3 separate regions of the Rattus norvegicus genome follow, and regions 1 and 2 are each linked to region 3. Evidence: chromatin contacts called from public Hi-C data. All regions are on one chromosome and are shown on one strand. The core of a region is the stretch at or near the end of the contact, and the rest is flanking DNA. Distances in the headings are between cores, read along the strand shown.

What was found. A called contact is a pair of places that touch in the nucleus more often than the background predicts.
Region 1: a Hi-C map of Schwann cells shows a contact between it and region 3, with 6 times the contacts expected there. The contact joins two enhancer-like sites. A contact is called at or near these places in 1 of 12 Hi-C or Micro-C datasets (Schwann cells) and 1 of 1 datasets of contacts at active chromatin or transcription factors (oligodendrocytes).
Region 2: a Hi-C map of liver shows a contact between it and region 3, with 4 times the contacts expected there. The contact joins two enhancer-like sites. A contact is called at or near these places in 5 of 12 Hi-C or Micro-C datasets (the A7r5 cell line, frontal cortex, kidney and 2 more) and 1 of 1 datasets of contacts at active chromatin or transcription factors (oligodendrocytes).

The regions. Positions count from the first base shown.
Region 1 is chr1:48,385,812-48,388,827 of GRCr8, reverse strand. No RefSeq gene overlaps it. Among named protein-coding and RNA genes, the nearest start is that of Ldhal6b, 17 kb to the left of the region's middle. Within about 2 kb of position 1,522, at least 12 of the 93 cell types and tissues checked have an H3K27ac peak or open chromatin away from gene starts, as enhancers often do. A contact at or near this core is called in Schwann cells, where this site is marked.
Region 2 is chr1:48,189,420-48,192,260 of GRCr8, reverse strand. All of the region lies in intron 4 of Arid1b (AT-rich interaction domain 1B), which reads right to left. Among named protein-coding and RNA genes, the nearest start is that of Ldhal6b, 210 kb to the left of the region's middle. Within about 2 kb of position 1,385, at least 6 of the 93 cell types and tissues checked have an H3K27ac peak or open chromatin away from gene starts, as enhancers often do. A contact at or near this core is called in liver, where this site is marked.
Region 3 is chr1:47,892,172-47,895,015 of GRCr8, reverse strand. No RefSeq gene overlaps it. Among named protein-coding and RNA genes, the nearest start is that of Arid1b, 80 kb to the left of the region's middle. Within about 2 kb of position 1,580, at least 89 of the 93 cell types and tissues checked have an H3K27ac peak or open chromatin away from gene starts, as enhancers often do. A contact at or near this core is called in Schwann cells and liver, where this site is marked.

The DNA.
Region 1 (3,016 bases), core at 273-2,772, 490 kb before region 3:
GTTAGGTAGCACTAACACCAGCCAGCCCCCTGACACACACACACACACACACACACACACACACACACACACACATTTTAAGAGACCATGGAGCATCTAGGGAGACGCGGGGAGGCTGGAATTCCTCCGTGTCAGGGTGAACAGGACCCAGTACCATTCTAGTGAGGGAAGGGGCAGTGTAGATACAGCTGTTGTGCTGTGTTGAGCCCTGTGGTTCTGAGGAAACGACTTCACACAGAATTACAGCTCACCTGAGGTGGGGTCTGAGTAACAGTGTATATCACAAGTCCCCTAAGTTTGTTTTTGTTACCTCTTGGCAGATTACCTTCTGGTATGAGGTTATAGCAACCTGCCAGTCCCCGAGGGCAGAGGCTGATTGCATTCAACAGTCTACTTTAGAGGACCCTGGCTGGCCCATTTGTTCCTCCCAGAACCTGGGAGGCTGCTGCTGCAGGTAGAATGGCCACAGCCTGAGGACCGCTCTTCTGTTTTGCCATGTGTCCCAGGAATGCATCCTTGCTGTGAGTTCTCCCGTTGCCAGCCGTGACCTTCCTAGACCACAATAATTCGCTGCAGCCTCACCCACCTTGAATTCTACTCCTCCACAGCCTCTGCGTTCACCGGCCTGAAAAAAAGTCAGCCTAATGTCACTGTGCCCTCTCAGCAAGCCGTTGCCAGCCTTGGTTACCTCCAGACTTGGTCTTCTGGGCCGCACAGCAAAATGTCACTTTCATCCCAGTTACGAGGGCCAAGGGAGCCAACTGAAGGGCACCACCTGCCCTGCAGAGTGCCAGCAGGGGGCGCAGGGTCCTGCCAGAGAGACCAGGGAGGGTGGGGCTGACTGGCGGGAGCCTCAGTGCACAGGCTGTGGGCTGCATCTCCACAGTGCTCTGAGTGCTACTCTCCTTTTGTTAAAGGGAGTGGGGCAGAGCGAAAGGATCTGGGAGCAACCCCCCCTCCCCAACACACAGCAACCAGTACGGGGCATACAGAGACATGAGTGTGCACCGGCCGGCCAGATACAGGCACAGACATTCTTAGCTACCAACACTTGCGCCGGGCGGAGGGAAACCACTCCGAAAGGACCAGTTTACAAAAGGCTTGGGTTGGTGATTAAGACTAGATTTAGATTTGGCTTCTAAACAGTGCAAACAGAAACCAATCAAATTTTCTGAGTTTGTGACAAATAACATTGGTATTTTCCTTCCTTGCTTGCTTCTTTCCCTCCCTCCCTCCCTCCCTCCCTCCCTCCCTCCCTCCCTCCCTCCCTCCCTCCCTTCCTTCCTTCCTTCCTTCCTTCCTTCCTTCCTTCCTTCTCTCCTTCATAAAAGGCACAGTTGTTGTGGTTGGCACTAGGTGGGGACATGGCATAACTAGACAGCCATCCTGTTAAAAACTTCAAGTTTCTCGCCAGGGAAAAGAAAAGAGTGGGAAAAGACAAGAGCGAGGCACTACCCCCAGCAGCCAGGAGGGGGCGCAGAGCCCGGCGGGACTGATTCTAAGGCTGCGAGCAGGAGGGCGTGGGCTGAGGACTGCACCCAGCAGAGCTCCCTGGAGCCAATGAGATCAAGAGGCCGTGCTGTAGCTGGGGTGGAGATGCTGCCTCGAAGGACAGAGCAGCTCTCTGGCTGAGAGCGCAAAATCTACTAGGGCTCCTCACTTGCAATCTCCAGAGAGCTCCAGGCAAGCCAAGTCAAGCTCTGAGGGTGCTGGGTTCCAAGGACCCACGGGCAGGAGAACCTTCTAGAGACTTCTGGTGCCATGCACAGGAAGGCCCAGCAATTCAGAGTCCCACTGGAGGGACTTGGATAGGACCAAGGGATAGGAGGGGGAACACAATGGTTGGCCCTAGCGCTAACAGTGGTAATATTTGTGCGGTGTTTGCTATACTCAGGAACTATTATTAAAGCTTTGTCACATACAGCCTCACAACGTGGACATCATTATCGTCATCATTATAATCACCACCACCACCATCACCACCATCATCGTCATCGTCATCGTATCATCACCGTGAAAAGAGGGAACGCTATGCTTGGAAAGGTCAAAGAACATCCTTCCAGAGTCACACAGCTGAGGCTCAAATCAGACATGATAACTGAGTCCACCTCACGTGCCCGGTAAGCGCTGAAGCTCAGATTCAAGGCCACGTCTGACCGCCAGAGTAGCCCATTCTCCGTCAGCGAAGACTGTGGGTGAGGGTGGAGCAGGAAAGCTGGAAAGTCCTCTATTTGCCCAGCCAAGAGCAAGCCGGGAATGGAGGCCCGGGTACTGCACGTCTAACTGCTCTCACAGGGCCAGCTAACCTGCTCTGCTGTACTATAGTAGACCAGTGTACCGCTACGACACGCTCTTTGCCTAGTATAGCATCGTGGTTCAGAGGGCAGAGTTAAGACGCGAATCTTGAGGCTCAGGGTGGGGGTGGGGTGAGGTTGAGGGGCGCCCTGGTGTGAGCAGATTGCCACACTAATTTGCTGACCTGAGTTCGAGCCTCAGGACTCACATGTAAGTATAAGGTGAGAACTCACTCCAGAGAGTTGTCTCTGACCTCCGAATGTGTGCCATGCCGGCGCCGCGCCGACCATGTAATAATAAACAAATGCTAACCTGGCTGATGATGATGATGATGATGGTGGTGGTGGTGGTGGTGATGATGATGATGATGATGGGGGAAAGTATTCTCTGATTTTTCAAAGGCCCAGAGACCTGATGGCAGGGTAGAGCTAGTCCTGACCCTGGCTCAACTTCTCCCCCCTCAGCTCTGGCTCCATGTCTATACTGTTGTTCGTCCTCTGCATCTCTGGACTGACAGCAGCCCGGACTGAAAGTGCCCTGTATCCCTAGCCTCCCTCCCTGCCCCTCCTCAGGCTCCGTGGGCTTCTGGGACCCTGACCTTAAAATCAGGGGTGAAGAAGCCAGAGAAGTGGTGGCCTTAATAATACGGGGCTGGACTAGAAGCCCGGGCTCTCTCCTGATCGCGTTACCGAGGCAGGGAGTACCCGACTCTTGCCTTCCT
Region 2 (2,841 bases), core at 136-2,635, 300 kb before region 3:
AAAAGTGCTGGTGGCTCGATTTCAAGGGCATCGTTGCTTTAAACACTGCTCTGTCTGAGTTACAGTCACGTCCAGAGTCGTCCAGGAAATTCACTAGAAAGCACATCTTGGGAAGACAACAAGGGTGTGGAAGAATTGCTACTAATGTAACTTCAAAGAAAGGTGACTGGCCGTCTGTTTTAACAGGCTGGTGTACTCACAGCCGGGACAATACCTAGAGCTTTACTGTGCTCGACTAAACACTCTGAACCAGAAATACTGAGGGTGGCCCAGGAGACGCAGCGCTTGTCCAGCTGGGACAGACAGCAGGACCATCCCTAACTGCTTGCCTTTCTTTGCTGAAGCGACATCCATTCTGCTTCCCAGCATCTTGCTACAACTGTGGAGTCTATAGTCCTCCATTTATCTCCTCATGGCCAGCTTTATCTGCTGACTCTTCTGTGAAATACATTATGGTAAAGTGTCACAGAAATGACTTTGGGAGTCAGTTGGCTGACAGTGCTCACTGACCATGGACATGCTCTCCATGGTCACCACTAACGGGCTAGCTACTGAACTGCTGCTGGCCAAACTCAAGGCCATATGAGTGATTAATCCACATCCAGTGTCCAATAGGTACACTGAGTATAGATAGGTCCTTCCAAGATGTTTAAAACCCAGAAAGACTAGGAAGAAAATGACTTCTTGTGTGTTCTAGCCAGACTCCTCTGATGGGGACTGGCACACTAACTTCACCCTGTTCTCACTGGTTGCTGGTATCATTGCTGTTTTGGCCTCATCTATAACATTTGCTTGTATATGAAGGATGTAAAATATAGATTATTTCAGAATAGTTTATGATGTCCAGGTTGAAATAAACCCAAATATGATTTAAATAGTGGGCAAATACAATCTAGTCTATGTGGATTTTCACAATTAAAAATCCTTATTTTGAAAAACAAACTAAAGTTCGTTTCTATTTAGTATAACATTTTACAGATTAATCCCTTTGTTATCTGTAACCTTTAAATGAAGGTGGAACCCATGTGTTTTATAGAATTCAGGAAGCAGCCTCCACTGAAGTGGTTCTTTTCTGTCCCCGTCGTCCCACAGACACAGAACATGAGGGACACAGATAGTGCTGTGAGTGGAAAACAGTAGAATGGAGCCCAAGGTCAATGAATAGCACCGCAGAACTGACTAACAAGTGTGTTTACTTAAGTTAAGACAAACCACAAGCAGCCAGCTCTCGGGTCAACTGTCTCCACTCAGCAAATACCCAGTGGGCAGTCTTCCTTTTAGTGTGCTCTGAGGCGCAAGTGAAACCCGCCCCACTCTATACTGACCCACATAATGGGCAGCAGTGAGATGGGAGTGAAGCCATGCTATGCCAACACCAACAAGGCTTTCACTCTCAGCCATCACAACCATTACACAATCGGACCTCTCGAGCAATCATTAACACGCATTTACTGTTACCCGAGCGAGCCGATGAATAGACAAAATGAAGTCTCTAAGAGAACAATCTTGCTGGGAACAAAAGGCCACACGGCATAACTGGGCCAGGCCTCATCATGCGGCCTCTCCTGCACAAAAGACAGTGAAAGGAAGGTGGCTCAGGAGAAATTCCAGATGAGTGGTGAAGGCAGTGAGGGTGCAGGCCCACAGGAAGCACACAGGAAGAGAGGGCAGGGGCAGGGGGCTGGGCCTCAGACCAGAGGAGAACCTGACTGAGATGCAGGGGGTAAGAAACACAAAATCTAGAAGGGTATAGGAAGGAGTGGGCTTAGAAAGAAACAGAGGGGATAGCGTGCTTTAGGTCTCTTAGATGTAAGATGGTGACATTGACCTTAGAGGCCATCTTTTTCTCTAACATCTACTCAATCAGATGTGCATTGAAAAGTCACACATAGGGGCAATCACATTCAGAAGTTACTCGAAAACCCTATTCTTGGTTACTTTTACTTGGCCTTTTGTACTTCATAGCAATCAATTTTAGGTGCCCCAAATAAGAACTAAAAATCATTGTCAAAATAATTTAAAAAGCGAAGTGGTAAGGAGAACAGTGTTTGTGTGTGTGCACGCACACACCAAGTACTAGGAATGCTAGGGAACTGGGAGGACATTAATGACAGCAAGACTCCTCGGTTCTTGTTCACTTTCCAGGAAAGGCTTACGTGACTCAGGAAGATCAGAAAACAGGATCCTGGCACCAGCAGCAGTATTAACACAGGAGACTCCAGAAGGCTGTTCCAGGGAGAGCTGGAGGTCGGGGAATTCAGAGCTCACAGGCAGGAGCACGTCATGTTGAACACATCCCGAAACCCACTCCAGCCTTCACAGGAAGACTGTGCACACTCTCCCCCAAAGGGGGCAGGTCAGCGGGAGGCCATAGCCATAATGAGGTGAAGTTCTGACACCTTGTGGGGTACCATGATGGCCTCAATTGCTCTGCTTCCCATTTCCTGTTCCTTTCACCCTCTGCACAATATGCTTGTCCTTGTTATCAGCACGCATTGGCCTTTATTATTGGTTATTTATTTGTTTGATTGATTTATTTGGGGAGTGTATATGTACTATGGCTCAGATGTAGAGGTCAGTAAACAACTGGAAAGAATTGGTTCTCTGCTTCTATGCGGTTAACAGGAAGGGACACAGATATTCAGGCTTGGTGGTGAGTGTCTTTACCCACTGCGCCATCCTGCTGGTTCCCGTGATATATTTTAAGCTGCTCTTGGTAAATATAATTTTTTTAGTTGTTCCTATAAAAGAGGATTACAAAAATGCAGGGTTTCTTCTTCAAAAGAGTACAACAGGCAAAACAATGCAGCTGAGTTCCTAAAACTATTTTGCTAGTGAAAT
Region 3 (2,844 bases), core at 331-2,830:
TTATATTTTTGATGTCTTCACTACACATTCCCTCGCTCTCCATTTTGTGACCTTGCCACCATTTATTTAGCATTCCTGAAGGCAGACATTTATCTTGTCTCCAGCGCATCCCATCTCTTTACAGAGATGACTAATACCTTTCTGTTTCTAAATCAACTCATGTCTTCACCAATGAGAAAGACCCTAATGGCCAAAGATGTTTAATGAAAACATCGGTTCCACACTTAACGTCTTTTTCCAGAGAGAACCTCATAGTCTCCCCAACTCCCTCAGTGCCTCCCTAACTCCCAACTCAGAGATTTTTCTTGGCATTTTTCATTCCGTGTACATTTTCTGAAGTTACCAAAACTGCTTACAGCTCTTTGCTTTTTTTTTTTTTTTGTGGTTCCTGTTTGTCCATGTTCTCTATTGTATCACATATTAACATTACTACTTAGCCCTACTATGTTCCTATCGTACATTCACTCCTTTGCTCACTTTCTGACCTCAATGTGGAAGTGCCTTTCCTGTCATCTGTGGCTGGTCCCCAAGGTTCTGTTCAATGGACTAACCTTTCATGAAGCCTATCCTGACCCCCCCACTCAATTAAAGTTAATGATCCTCATGCTAGCTTCCCAGGACTTCATTCTTGCCAACATACACTCATCCAGAAAAATGTACTCAGTGCTTATGGTGAACACTGGCCTAGGGCCTAGGGCAAATACCAAAATAATAAACCTTGCTACTCATACTTGGGGATCCTCACAGCCGTTTGGAGATGGTTAGAAACACATACACATACTCAAACTATTCCAGAGGGGTGGTCGGAGACACAGTTCAGTTGGCAGAGACTTGTAGTTGCTTAGCAGGCAAAGGGCTCTGGGTTCCATCCCAACCATCTCAAAAATAAACCAAAAAAAGACAGCAGTGCACACAAGGTGTCAAATGAAAAACTGACTTTTTATTTTATGCATGTTTCCACTTGGGAAAAATCAAGACCCTAAAAGAAGAGTTGGATTCTGTCCAGCTGCTGGGGTGAACCCTAAACCTCTACCCCAGCCACGCCCCCAGCCTTTGGGCCATGCTAATCCCCTCCCTGCAGAGCCCCCTAACACACCCTAAGCTAATGAAGACACCCAGGTCTGAGGAGTCACGGGGACTGAGTGGACCTCAGGCACGGTCCAACCTCGCTGCCCACGTTTCCCGGAGTCCGGTCTAGTTTTTACTTCTTCCTCTCTCCCTGAAATAGATACACAGCCGCCTCCAGATTTAGAACAGGAGCGGTGACTACTTCACGAAAGCCTGGAAAATATGACTTTTCCAGAAACGGTTCAGGTCGCTCATACATCTTAGGGTCCTGGCAACCGCAGATGTGGCGTTGCCCTCGGCCGAGGCTTTGCCTCCGGGGCCCGACTGGGAACTCGAAGGCTTCTCCAGCAGGGTGGAGGACGCCGGAGCGGGGCCTCTACGCCACGCAGTATGATCCGCACCCCATCCGGACCGGGTTTTGCCGCCCGCCGCGCTCCCGGAGCGGAGACAGGCGTCGCAGAGGCCTCCGCGGCCGGGGGTGGTTGGTGGCGGTGGTGTGTGTGAGGGCCGCACCGCGCACGCGCGCCGGAGGGGTCGCGGGCTCCTTGCTCCCCCGGCTCCGTCAGGCCGGAACCCTCGCGCCGCCGCCCCGCCCGGAGCCGCCCGGAGCCGCCCGCGCCCGGACCCGCGACGGCCGGGCGGGGCCTGTTTCCTCGGCCCGCGTCCTCGGGCTCGCAGCCGGGAAGGAACATTCCTGGCTCTCCCCGCCCCGCTGCGCCCGTTCCCGCTCCTCCCCCGCCGCGTGTTTTCCGCCCCAGTAAAGATCGTGCCACACAAATAAGCCTCGGATGCCCTTTGCCGAGCGGGCCATTTTCAGGGCGCGTCTCCGGAGCTGCTAAAAGTCTTAGTTTCTCCCCAAAGTGGAAGGTGTGGGGGGCGGGGGCGGCTGGGGCCGCTTCCAACTGCTCCGCACGCTCGAATAGTTGTCAGTAAAATCAAACTGACGTCAGCCCGGGGGGAAAAGATAGGTCTCTTTTGTTCTCATGTTCTCCCCCCTCCCCTCCCTTGCGATCAAAGGCAAAAAAACATTTTTTTTTTCTTTTGGAGGGTGGAGGGAAAGACAAAAAAAAAAGGGGGGGGGGAGGATTGCCGTGCAAAAAGATAGCTTCCATTAGAGCTTCTGCCCGGGCGAGGGGAATGTTTAATGAATGCATCAAGTCTTTTGATCACCCTCGCTCGGCTGGGTTCAGTAGTGCCGGAAGGTTAGTTGCATATCCTGTGGCTGATCTGAAATTCGATCAGCAGAGGGGGTCAAAGAAAAGAAAAGCATTTTAATGGGAATCAATAGAGGAGCATAGGTCTTGGAAGGAAATACGTGTTGATTAAAAATGCCACAAGATTTTTTAAAAAAATGTTCAAGACTGGTTTAGAGAAAACGAGAAAAAGGAAAATCGAGGGAGGGAGAGAGGGAAGAGAGGAGGGGGAGGAGGAGGGGGGAAAAAACCCTTAGCAATCTATTTTCTGTGTGCTGCTGCCAGAGAGGCAGTCGGCAGACCAACAGTTTGTGTAATGCTTCAAGCTACAGCGGGCAAATTTAAAGCTGTATGCTCAGAACAACATAATAAATACTTATTGAAAATGCATTTCTATTTCTAAGCGGGGCTCACTCATGCATTATACAAAACACCCAGGGCTGCAGTAGCAGACACAAGGGGACAAATAAGGTATACTGTGACTCGAGTCCTTAAAACTAAACTATGGGGCTTATAACAGTTGAGAGCAGAAACAAACAAACAAACAAACAAAATTTCCCTTAAGTCGAAAACTAACAGCTTT